Regions from separate parts of the Muntiacus reevesi genome. Here all the other regions are linked to region 1. The links are chromatin contacts, called in public Hi-C maps. All regions are on one chromosome and are shown on one strand. Each heading gives the region's core, a stretch centred on a gene start, on an enhancer-like site or on the middle of the called end of the contact. The rest is flanking DNA. Distances are from core to core; before and after follow the strand shown. Region 1 holds the start of RCHY1 (ring finger and CHY zinc finger domain containing 1). Region 2 holds the start of USO1 (USO1 vesicle transport factor). Region 3 holds the start of G3BP2 (G3BP stress granule assembly factor 2).

The links. A called contact is a pair of places that touch in the nucleus more often than the background predicts.
Region 2: a Hi-C map of muscle shows a contact between it and region 1, with 4 times the contacts expected there. The contact joins the promoter of USO1 here to the promoter of RCHY1 in region 1. A contact is called at or near these places in 2 of 3 Hi-C or Micro-C datasets (blood and muscle).
Region 3: a Hi-C map of muscle shows a contact between it and region 1, with 4 times the contacts expected there. The contact joins the promoter of G3BP2 here to the promoter of RCHY1 in region 1. A contact is called at or near these places in 2 of 3 Hi-C or Micro-C datasets (blood and muscle).

Annotation. Positions count from the first base shown.
Region 1 is chr22:25,548,538-25,552,736 of mMunRee1.1, forward strand. It overlaps RCHY1 (ring finger and CHY zinc finger domain containing 1), which reads left to right and starts at 1,677. Exons shown (of 9, transcript XM_065914694.1): 1 at 1,677-1,892; 2 at 3,432-3,551; 3 at 3,767-3,882. The coding sequence starts at 1,803. THAP6 (THAP domain containing 6) reads right to left here and starts at 1,646. Exons shown (of 4, transcript XM_065914693.1): 1 at 1,568-1,646; 2 at 588-690. The coding sequence starts at 667.
Region 2 is chr22:25,351,420-25,355,618 of mMunRee1.1, forward strand. It overlaps USO1 (USO1 vesicle transport factor), which reads right to left and starts at 1,806. Exons shown (of 24, transcript XM_065914721.1): 1 at 1,573-1,806. The coding sequence starts at 1,638.
Region 3 is chr22:25,400,945-25,405,143 of mMunRee1.1, forward strand. G3BP2 (G3BP stress granule assembly factor 2) reads left to right here and starts at 2,474. Exons shown (of 11, transcript XM_065913951.1): 1 at 2,474-2,684.

The DNA.
Region 1 (4,199 bases), core at 427-2,926:
CACATGAATAATTATTAAACTTTATTGCTCCTTCTTTCCTATACTGTCAGAAGAATGACTAAAATACTAAATTAGGACCATCTTAATTTATCTGCAATACAGCTAAACTTGGTCTGAAATTGTAATTTATACCTTTTTCTCTGTAACATAAGCCTGATCTATTTTTAAACATCAATATAAACATAAGCTTGATTTATTTCTAAAGGACAAAATATATTTGAGCAAAGATCCTTCATTTGGATTGTAAACTATGTAAACAACACAATTTCTTTGAAGGTATGTTAAAATACAAAATAGTACTATTAGCAAAAAGGTTTGATGATATTTTTGTTAATCAGTCTGTGATACCTTTGCAGGTATCTTAAGCTTCTGAACTAATTATAAAAACGTAAAATTATTATTGTCACTTCAAATTCAACTAAAAAGGTTATTAAAAAAGAAGTTAACTAAAGTTCAAAATCGAAGATCTAGGAGGTATACAGCTCAGGGGTAGAGCAACTGGTTGCAAAATTAAAGATTTAAGTAGACCTGTCTTTTGCTTCTTTTAACAGTCAAAAGTACTTAGCTTAACTACAGCTGACTCTTACACGTGAAATGTCAGTCCTTTTAACTTGGAATTCGGTAAACAGCGAGAGGCACATCCAACGGCCGAGCAACATTTCACCATGGTTTCAGCAACTCATCCCAGAACTGAAAGAAAATTAAGGGGGCAAGCGTCAGTAACTTCAAAGCTAAGGGGCACATATTTACCTTTCCCAGAACGTTCCACGTAACATTACATGAGGTTAGAAAGCCAAAGGCAAATATTTTCTTTCAAAACCCGCAGCTCTGCTCATAACATTTTCTAGGGGTTTGGCTCTTTAACAAGGCAGGTCATATTCAGCTAGGCCTTCGGTCAGTTTCGGGGGTGGGCACATTTCCCTCCCACCGCTTCTTACAGGCACGCGTTCCCTCTGTCACCAGATCCTGGCACCCTGACGCCTCCCAGAACGCTCCTTCTGCGCTCTCAGCCCAAGCGTTGCTTCCTCAGGGAAACATTCCTTGACACCCGATTAAGTCAGATTCCCTCTAGTATTAGCTCTCAGCGAACACACACTTCCCCTTCCTAGCACTTCTCCAAGCTGTAAACCTACATTTATTTCAGGGTGTCTGTGGACCCTTTCTCCTTCACCAGTCTGAGTTCCCAGAACTGTTTTTGGTCACTTTCGTTCCCATGGCGTAGCTGGTGACTGGCACATAGTAAGTGTTAATATACTACTGAAGGAATGAAGAGGAAGTAACGAAAAGGGGGACAAAAAGGCATTCGGGCGGCTGACGAGCCGCTGGCTGCTCGGCCGTCGCCGCGCGCTCTCAGCCTGGAGGCCGGGCAGGAGCTCCGCCCCTTTCTCGAGGCTACGGCCGTTGCCGGGGGAGGGAGGGGCCGCCCTGTCACAGGTGTCGCTGCGGCCCTTCCTCAGAGGCCACCGGACGTCTCCGCGCCGCTGCGGTCCTCCTCGCCCCGAACCGCCCCCAGGGTGTGGGCGGGTAGCGATGGGGGGAAAAGGGGAGGCAACCTAAGAATTATTACCGTTAGCGGTGAAGGCAGCAACTAACGACGACAACGGAGACTGCACCTCCTTTCGCTTCCGCCCCGTCGTCCCGGGTGCCGGAAATCCGGCTGCCCCGGGTCACGTGCCCTGCCGCCATCTTGGCTCCGGGGGCCGCAGCACCTGGGACAGGGTGGGCTAGAGCGGCGCTGCTTCTCTGGGCGTAGCTTTTGGCCTGGGGGAAGGGGTTGTGGAGTTGGAGGGGAGGTGGAGGCGATGGCGTCCGCGGCGCGGGAAGATGGCGACCGCGGGCAAGTCCAAACGCGGCGGGGCTGCGAGCACTATGACAGGGGATGTCTCCTGAAGGTGACGATTTCACTGGGCTCTTAAGAGCTTCCGCCGGGTTGGGGGTGGAGTGGGCCGGGAGGTGTAGTTTGGGCTTAAGTTTGTTGTCGGGCTAAGCTGTTGTCAGGATAACTTCACCTCTGACTGGCTTCTTGCCGTAAAGAGCGTGTTTTGTCAAGGCGACCACTGGCCCTACCTTTGTGTTGTAGTTTGCAAGCAAAGTTTTGCTTGGCAAAAACCTGGCCTTGCACATCGGTTACCTTATCCGGGGGTTCATTTATTTAGTCTTTTGGTGCTGGAAGTAGACAGAGGCAGCCCCGGGCCTGTGCTGGCTTTTCCCAGGATCACTTTCAGGTGTGTGATGAAATAATGGAAGGCGGGTAAGCGAGTGGAGACTCGGAATACGCTTTCATCTCCTGTAGTAATTAAATAAGTTTTACAGCTTGCCAGCTTCATTTTAGCGTGAGTATGCCTAAGCCTACCAGGCAAAAAACGTAAGCGGAAGGAATGAACTGTGTTATGGTAAGTCATGGCATAGGAAGTCTTCAGAAATGACTGGATCTTAAAGATCACAGTGTACTGGAAAGTATAATATAAGGTTAGCTTACTGGCCTAGAGGCATTTTGATGTACTAGTTAGGGTAAAGCTAAGTTGCTGTAACAAAAAGACCCAGTAGTAATGTGAGTTAAAGAATAAAAAGTTTATTTCTCCTCACCTCACAATTCAAGGTGAATGAATGATCTGGTTTGGTAACGAGGCAGTTTCACATGACCACTCCTTTTACAAATGTTCTGTATTGTGTTGTTAATCATGTTTTAGGGCATATAGTCATCAGCTGGGTTGCAGCCATGTCCACGTTTCATCTGGTGGAAAGGGAGAAGGGAGCTTGGGGGAAGAGGCATGCCTAGTAGGCCCAGGAGAGGCACTGATTTTATTCTGTGCATATTCTGTTGCTAAGAATTTAAGTCATTTGGCCACAAGTAACAGCAAGGAAACAGTAGTGTAGCTGGGCAGTCGTGTGTCCAGGAAGGAGAGAGTCGACTTTCTTGTCTTGAACAACTTGCAGTCTTTGCCAGTCTTGAAAACAAGGACTGTTTTTTACGTTTATTGTGTCCTCCAAACTTTAAGACACAAGAGTTGATGTGTGGTAAGCTTAGGTGGACTAAAATATAATCATTATAGTATTTAATTCTTCAGCGTTAAAGTTGGTAAATGAATTTATCTGGAATGTCTTAAGTAGAAATTGCCTGCCTGCCACTTAATGCTGAGAATGAGTTTAGGGTATTGTGGGATTAACTTTTCAGTTTAGTGGTGGCCATCTTTCATAATTCTTCTGTTTTGAACTGCAAAAAGGTTGTGTTCAACTTGGTAGAGACCTAGATGTTGATGGGAAAACAGTGAAATGTTATGTATAGTTATCAGCATACCAAATGATCCATTGGTTGTAGTCTTTGACCTTGTTCCAGGAGGAGGAGAAGGAAAGAAATTTCTTTTTGCATTATTTCAAACTTGCCTTGTCTTGCTTCTTGTACCTTTTTTTTTCCCTCACCTGGGGATTAGGCACCTTGCTGTGACAAGCTTTATACTTGCCGATTGTGTCATGACAACAATGAAGATCATCAGCTAGATCGCTTTAAAGTAAAGGAAGTGCAGTGCATAAACTGTGAAAAAATTCAGCGTGTAAGATTTTATTACTTATTTCAATTTTTTAAAAAAATGTGTACTAAGGTGGTTTTAAAAATTTAATCAAGAATTTTGCAAATAAAACTTTAGCTCTGTATGAAAACATGTAAAGATAAAACCGCATGTACATTAAGAAAAAATCTGGACATTTAAATTAGTAATTCAAGATGTTTTGGTAAGTTGTATATTTTTAGTTACTTTTTGTTTTTTAGGCACAACAGACATGTGAGGAATGTAGCACATTATTTGGAGAATATTATTGCAGTGTATGCCATCTGTTTGACAAAGACAAGAAACAGTATCATTGTGAAAACTGTGGAATTTGTAGGTACTGTATGTAAAATGTTCTTTTAAAATTATTTCTAATATATCTTAGCAATAATAGTTTTAAAAATCACCTTATTGGAATATAATTACATTAGGGAATGGCTACTACCCACACGACTATTCTTGCCTGAAGAATTCCATGGACAGAGGACTTTCAGAATTACATCTTGTGGGATGCATTAATTTTAAATGTTCAGTAACTTTTGACAAATATATCTATTATGTTACCATCATCACAAATCAAGGTTAAAAAAAACTTTCTATTGCCCTAAAAAGTTTCTTCATGCCTTCATCATTTTAACTAGCCGATCAACAATT
Region 2 (4,199 bases), core at 556-3,055, 200 kb before region 1:
ATCTCTTGCCTGTTCAATCCAATGAGAGGTGGAAGGCAAGGATTCAAATCAAGTTCTAATAAGCCACACTTTAAAACCTGGTGCTTCAAACAAAAATATCAGACAGATAAAATACATGAACAAAAGCTGAAGAGGTGGGCTGTGACTATGGTAACCTGGAGAGAGCATGTGTATGTGTATGTATGCACGCATGTGTGTGTGCACGTGACCGTGTGAAATCTCCTGATTTTCAAATGAAGGAAGGCAGATTCACCAGCTTTCAGCTTCTGCTTTAAACAGTTCTAACTCAGATGACATTAATTTTATAATTACATAAATTTCCAAAATTCCCAGATATGTATTAAAATACACACATCAGCAATAACGCCTAGGCTTTGATGTAAGGCAAGCTTTGGTTGAATCCTGGCTCCATTACTAGCAGTGTGACTTAGGTCAAGTGACTTCACCTCTTTAAGCCTCAAGTTTTCATTTGTAAAGTGAGGATACTATCACCTATCCTGCAAGGTGGTTGGGGATCTAAGGAGACTGAGAATGTAAACTACAAAGAACACAGTAAGAGCCTGACCGATGAAAGCTATTATTGAACCTTCAGGATCCTCGTAACACAGAACATAGGATCAACGTTCATAGACAACTCAGTAGCTATACGAATACTAACCAGTTTACTTTTACAATGTCATACTTTGTCACTTTTTTGTAGACCTAAAATTACTCTCAAATCAAGTTAAAAAAAAAAAAAAGGTCATACACTTATTCCTAACAGACACGAACCAAACTTTGAGGTTTATCCTAAACCTAAAATCGAACCAACTTAACAAAAACTATGTTGAGTAGCTAACAATTTTTTTAAAGTGACGCTGCAAATCCCGTTACCACGAGTTCAGACTTCTGAATGGGGAGAATGGAAGGGACGCCTGTTCCCAAAGCATTTTGAGCGCGAAAGATCACCACAACGTCCAAGCGAGTATTTCCCAAATAGTGGGTGAGGCTGAAAAACGGGGTCCGAACTAGTAACACCTTGAAGAACGACCGGCCTCCAGTTGACGGGGCAGGGGCAGGTGGTTTTGTGACCCAAACTATCGTATTATTCTTAGCCACTTGTTCTGGTCAACTGCTGGGTTTTAAACCTTCCTGCAGTCTTCCTCAAAGCCCCATTCCAGACTGCGAGGGAGGTGGACTTTGGGTTAATCACCGCCAGTGAAGACACTGGCGAAACGGGAGGGACAGGCCCGCGGCCCCGAAGGGCGTGGGAGGCAGGTCGGACCACTTCTGCCCAGGATGGATGACTTTCCCGGCGGTACCACCGCGGACCACCACCAAGCGGCCTGCGGGGCTTCGGGGCGCGCCTGCTGTCAGCAGGGCCAAGCCGCCGCGCTGGGGGCTGCGCTGCGGGTGTGAGGGAATAACTTGCGGGTTTCAGGAGAGGAAGAGAGGCACGGGGGCCAAAGGGGAGGCGGCATGTAGACTCCCGGCCCACGGTGACGCACGGGGGGGAACCTCCGGGCCCCCATGTCCTCCGTCCCGGTTTCTGCCCGGACCCTTCCCAAGTCCCGGACCCGCCGCTCCTCTCACCGTCTCGGCTTCTGTGTGCTGGGGTCCGGCACTCTGACCCCCCATAACCCCGCGGAGGAAATTCATCTTGCCGCTCAGCCACGGGCTCTACCCGCCTTTTCGGGAAAGAAGAGATAACTTCCCCTGTCCTCCGCAGGGCCTGACCCCCAAGCCTGCACTTTGCACTCCCCGGCCGCCACCGCCACAGCCTACTCGGCGGCCGCTCCAGCCCCCTAAGCCCGGAAACAGCGTCCGCCACCAGTTGAGATGCGCATGCGCGGGGACGTGGCGTTACGTGGCGGCTCGAAGGGCGAAGGCAAAGGGGGAAAGTAGGCGAGAGGAGGCTGGTAGCCCGGGTCCTCCCAAGCCCCGCCCACTGCGCAGGCTCCGCCCTCCCCCGTAAGAACACGCCTCCCACTCCCGCCTTCGGCTGGTGCCTCCTGCTGGCCCCAACCACCCACGTGGTCCGAGCCCGGCCCTGCCGGCAGGGGACCTTACGGATTGTGTACGCATTTTGGCTTGCAAGGTGTTTAATTGTTGCCGGGCGGGACTTACTGCAAGCTGTCAAGTCTGGGGTCGTATTTTGTTGAGTCGAAAGTGAAATTTTCCTTCGGCCGACGTGACAGGTAAGGGGTCCCGGCCTTTGAGAGGGTTCATTTGGTTTTGCGGTATACCAGTACGAGCTTGTGGCCTTCTCATCCCCACAAATTGCATTTCTTTACAGGGCTTTGTTTGGTGGAAAAAAGGGTACTTGAGCCCCCTCATTCCATTGCCACGGGAGGGCGCATTTCTCAGCTTTTGCTCTTCCAACCTGCCAAAAGGAATTCCTGGATCTAAACACCAGGTACACCGCTATTTTCTAGGGGTGTGAGGAGGAAACCAAGCCAACCCTGCATTTGGCTTACCAGAGAAAATACGTTGATCTGCAGTGTCAGTTTGACAGCAGGGAACATGATGTTTTGTTATTAACACTAAACTACATTTTCAGCGTATATGTGTGGCGGGGGACGGTTAGCATGAAAAATATTCGTTTTTCAAATCCGTATGCCTTGTTTCTTTTCGAAATGAGAGTGCCAGATACACATGCTATGGAGTGGTCTTGTCAGTGTCTTGAACGTAAAAGCGCAGAGTCTAGTTATAACTGATTCATACACCTCTCCCGTTGGAAGCCCCACAGGTCTCAAACTCCCCAGCCTTCCTTAAAAAAAAAAAACAAAAAAACCAGTATGCTCCGTTCATGTGCCCGGCCACACTCATTAGTACCGCTAGCCAAATAATTGCCAAAGCTGGAAGGAGGAAGCTGGGAGGAATCTGAAACTCTGGATTTCACCCCCACAGGTCCAGTAGTCAAATCCTGTCATGCCTATTTATAGACTACTTCTCAAATAGGTCTCTGCTCTCCATGCTCTCTGCCTCTGACATAGTTTATGTTCTCGTCATTTTTCACCAAGATTACGGACAATAGCTTCCTAACTAGTTTGTCAGCATTTAAGCCTTGGGTTTCTTTCAGTCACGCAAGTCCACTCTTGGGTGAGCCTGACAATGACAAAACATCTGTCCATGTTAGTCCTCTTCTGAAAATCCTCCGGTTGTCGCCCATTCACCCCAAAATAAAATCCAAACTCCTTAGCTTGATGTATAGGCCTGTTATGTTCTGGCTCTTGCCTGTTTTTTCAGCTCCTGCCTCCCCCACATACTCTGGATATATGCCTGGGTATGTCCTTCCCCTCCCTCCACTTCATCAAGGAAACTCCTGCTAGTTTCTTAAAATTTAACTTTGGTATCTTCAGAAAGCTCTTCCTGAAATCTAGATACATGTGTATATGCTATTCCTTTGCAGTTGTTGATATGTGGGAAGCTCTCAATAAATGCCCACTGAGCCAGGCTGTTAATGGCAGACTGTGTTTTTCATTTTTCTATCTCTGTGGCTTAGCATTCTCCCATAAAAGGTGATATTGATAGATACACGAAGAAAACATTAAAGGATATACAAATATAACGATGAGGAGGAAGGTCCTTTTTTTCATCTGTAAGGTGGGATCGCAGATAATACATACCACAAAGACTATGGTGCAGTTCCCTTTCCAAGTGCCAAGGTTTTAAGCTTATGTGAGTTGAAGAACAGTGGGGATCATACTGCCAAAAATATTGTACACTAAGCATTGTCCTCTGTGTTAAAACTGGACACTTGACAGTTTGCTTTAGACATTTTCCACCAGGGCATTTCCTTGCAGCCTAAAAAAAGTAACCAATAAATGCTCAGCATTTTTATTACCAAGTAATATCTGCAAAGAGCTTCATCTAATCCTTAGATCTCACCCCCTCCCTGAGCCTCTTCTCACCTCTAGGGGTAAAGCTCTGAGATGGAGTGGGGCTCATGGGTGTCTATTACATGTATTATTTGGTAATAAAAAGCAGTGTCTTCACATTTTAGCAGAATCATTTTAAGGCACCAACCTTTCCAAAATGTCCTGCTTTGTTTTAAATTTCAGTGAGTATAGCAGATGCTCAAGAACCGTTTCTTAAATAAAGGAAAAGAAAACATGAAAAAGTTATGACTGCCAGACTTGTGCCATTATACTTCTCACCTTTATAAATCTAAATATTCAATGGAAGAATGCCACAAATCATTAAGATACATATAATTC
Region 3 (4,199 bases), core at 1,224-3,723, 150 kb before region 1:
AGACTCAGGTTCAATCCCTGGGTCGGGAAGATCCCCTAGAGTATGAAATAGCGACCCACTCCAGTAATCTTGCCTGGAAAATTCTATGGACAGAAAAGCCTTGAGGGCTACAGTCCATGGGGTCGCAAAGAGTCAGACATGACTGAGCATGCATGGACAAAGCTAAAAATATTTAACATTTTCAAGGTATTTTAAAATGCGGATGAGGTTGGATATGTAACAGAGAACATTTATGACTTCTGAACCGAAAACATTTACTGTCTGGTTCCTAACAGTGTGTTTGCCAACCAATGGTGTGGATCAGTAGGTTTTTTTTTTAGTTTGTCTTTAATCTTCTATTTCTTTAAAAATTTAATTTTTAATTGAAGGATAATTGCTCTACAGAATTTTGTTTTCTGTCAGACCTCAACGTGAATCAACCATGGGTATACCTATGTCCCCTCCCTCTTAAACCTCCCTCCCATGGATCAGTGGTTGTTAAAGTGTGGTACCTAGAGCAGCAAGCAGTACTTGGGAACTTGTTATAAATTCAGATTTTCAGGCCTCAACACAGACTTGCTGAATTAGAAACCCTGGGAATGGAACCCAGCATTGTGTGTTTTAACAAGCTCTCCAGGTGATTCTGATGCTTGTTAATTTCTGAGAATCACAGATCTAGAGAAATTTTTGTACCTGGTGAAAAATCATGGTTTCTCTGGAGGCTCGGTGGTAAAGAATCCACCTGCCAATGCAGGTGATGCAGATTTGATCCCTGGATGGGGAAGATCCCCTGGGGAAGGAAATGGCAACCCAGTCTAGTATTCTTGCCTGGAAAGTCCCATGGACAGAGGAGCCTGGTGGGCTACAGCCCTTGGGATTGTAAAGAGTTGGAAACAACTTGGCAACTGAGCACATGAGGAATAACAGTATTGTGCATAAGAGCTTCAAACTGGAAACAGAAATGTCAATCAATAGAAAGGTTGGTACAGTTAACACAATGAGAATATTTAATAGCTTGTGGTAAAGGGCATGCCATGGAGTGTACATAAAAGGCAGACAGACTGCTTGTGTTTGAATCCCAGCTCCACCAGAGTAGCAGCTGTTATGGCCTTGGGCAAGTTACTTGACCTCCCTAAGCCTCAGTTTCTTCATGTGTTAAATGGGCATAAAAATGGTAACTACTTTATAGGGTTATTGTGAGGATTAAATAATTAAAGTAGATGAGTGGCTGGTACATAAGTATTAAATATGAAGGACAATCTGCATTTAATGTATTATGCTACTTTACAGAAAAACATGTCAAAGTTCACTTCATAAAAGTGACAGCCCATATATTTTGCATATAACAAAATGAGCAACCTGAAAGTGTAGATTTTGGAGGTTCAAATGTTGGCACTGCTCCGTAAACCTGTTTTCACACGTGAAAAAAACCTTTAAATTGCTTTAATAGGATTGTGAAGAAAACTGCTGAAATGTGTATGCCTACTTTTTTTCTGGTATATGGGCATTTCCTAATTGTCTTTTATTTCTTTCACCATTTCCTCAGCTCCTCCTTTCCAAAATTCCTCAGCTGTCTTGATAGTCCCTGAGAAACATTGCCAGAACTAAGGTGCAAAGTGGCTTCCTTGACTGTAAGCAGATTTGGCTTTTTCCATGAATCAAGGTCATGAGAGTCAGTGTCTAGTGTTTTCTCAGCTATGCCCCCGGAGCCAAGTCTGAGCCTAGATCTAGGACAGGGCTGTAATCCTGGTATCTCCTGGGATTTCACCCTTTTAGCTGCTTTGGCATATAAAATGCTTAGCATGTAGTTAGCAACGCCTGAACACTGAACAGGCACACAAAGAAATAGAAACCCCCCCCCCCCGCCCCCCGTGGAGGCCACGTCGTATTTTTTCTACATCCCAGTACCTAGAACGCAGTAGGCCCTATAATGTATGTTGCGTTAAACCTGTTTGAACGGATGTGCCCTTCTCGGTGGAGCTTAAAAACCTCCATTTCCTAGAGTGAGTTTAGCTGCAAGCAGCTAAAGCCACTGACTGCATTTTACGCTCGTCTAGAGCAGCAACCTGCAGATACCTAGTTCAGGAAGAAGAATCACTACATTTTCTCCCCCTTAATTATATAAACGGACCAGAAAAATCAGTCCCCCAAAGGGCACAGCGCAAAAGGCACCGCGCTGCAGCCACCCGGCTCCTCTTACGCCGCGATCTCGAAGGGCGACGAGGCCCGAGCCTTGGGCCGGAGAAAGGCTGCCTCCTTGTGACGTCAAATCAGCGGACTCTCGCCCCGGCTTCAGGCCGGTTCCGGTTCCCCGGCTTTCCGGGCGCGAGAGTACGTGAGCGCGGCGGCGTTCTGCGCGTGCTCCGCAGAGGGACGCGAGAAGGCTGGGTCCAGCTCGCGGAGGAGATGCGTGATTGGCTGAAGCCGTGCTGGGGGGTTCCCCAGCCCTTTCGGCAGGGGTAAAACAATAAGAGGGGGCGGCGGCAAAGGGGGCGGGACGTCCGTGTTCCTTGTCGCTCGCCGCAGCGCCTGGTGCCCGGGAAGAGGTGGTTGTGAGGAGAACCAGCTCTCGGCTCTCCGGCTTCCTTGACTTGAGATTTGTCAGAGGGAGGGGGCGGCGAGTGAGAAAAACCCGCTGCAGCCGGTCCTCGGCGACTCTCCCGCTGACCTCCGCGCGACGTACCCGCCGCCGCTGTTGGTTGGAGGTGTGTACGGGGGCCGGGAAGGGCGGCCGGTGTGGTGGTCGGAAGGGGACATTCCCGTCGCCCGCCGCGGCTCGCGGCAACCGTTCTGTGCGTGAGCCCCGGTGTCGGAGGTGTGGAGGCCGAGAGAGACATTGTTCTTGCCGGCTGCCTACGCTGCTGGTGTGTGCGTGAGAGAAGCCGAGCCTTTCCTCTCAGGTGAGGGATGGGAGGCCGCGTGGGCAGGGAGGTGACCGGCGCGCGTCTTGCGGACGGAGGGCTCCGAGGGCACAGGTGGGGCCGGGGTTGGTTGGGGATGAGGTGGCGAGCTGGATAAGGGGACGCAGCGGCTCCCAAAGGCACGCTGATGGAGGCTTCGGACGGGACGAGGGAGAGTGGGCTTGCCGGAGAGGATGTTTTCGGGTGCGGAGCCCCCCACTCTCGTCCCCGACTCTTGCGGCTCTTACTCCCGGTTCCCCGGGAACGGGGAGGCCGCCGCTGCCGCCCCGCCCGTGGGGGAGGGGAAAAGAGGCTGTGTCGGCGGAGGCAGAAGCGACGCAGATGCGAAAGTAGCGGCCTCCGGGCACCATTTCTCTGCACGGAAACAGAATCCGGGTCTGAAGGCAGCCGCCGCTTTGCTTACCCCAGTACCTGGTGTTCCGCGGTCTCTGACCCCCCTCTGTTTTATCCCGAGAGAGTTCTGAAACCCGGGCTATATATAACGTGCTCCTTCTCCGTGCCCTTTTATGCAGGCGATCTCTTACTGACTCAGGAATAGAAGAGGTGTTTGCGTGCTCTGGAGAGGGGGTTTATTTCTTTTCTCCCATCTCTTTCTTGGGGAGAGTGGGAAGGATAGTCAAGGAGAGGAACATAGCGTCCCTAGGTTGTGTTATTTTTGTTAATTGAATCCGATCGAATTTTACCTGCATCTCTATAAAGGCAGATTTTTTAAGATGGCCCTGTGCCGCTCTGGGGCGAGTGTAGATTGCAGCTACAATTTCCCGCATAGATCAATTTTTTTTTCCCCTCCAAGGTATGCCTAATTTCTTAACAGAATTTTTTTTGGGGGGGGGGGGGAGGGAGAGAGTCAGTGCCTTTGCTGTCTTAAAAATCAAATAAAAACAAAACCACACAAGTGCACCGAAGCTGGAATAATAGCAAAGTTATTCCGTCTTGCCCGCCGTATGATTGCTGTGACAATAACTTATGTGGAAATACTGACTTTAGCACCTCGTGCTGGACTCTCAAATGTTAGCATTGCATATACCTGGATCCGTGAAACATTAACTGCAGTTTGGGGAGCCTCCTATATTAGAGGGGAAGAAAATGGAAATTCCTTGTTTAGCTCCATATTTGGCAGTTAATATAGCCTTAGGCATGTGAACAAAGTTTCAGAGTAAACATTTGGCCCTCTTAGTATTCAGTGGTCCTTTTGAGGTCCAAAATTCCTGGTCTCAGAAAATAGACGGTATGATTCGTTTAAACTGAAATGTGTTGTTTCTTTGGTGATATTATTTTCCCGTTAAATATTTAGGATTA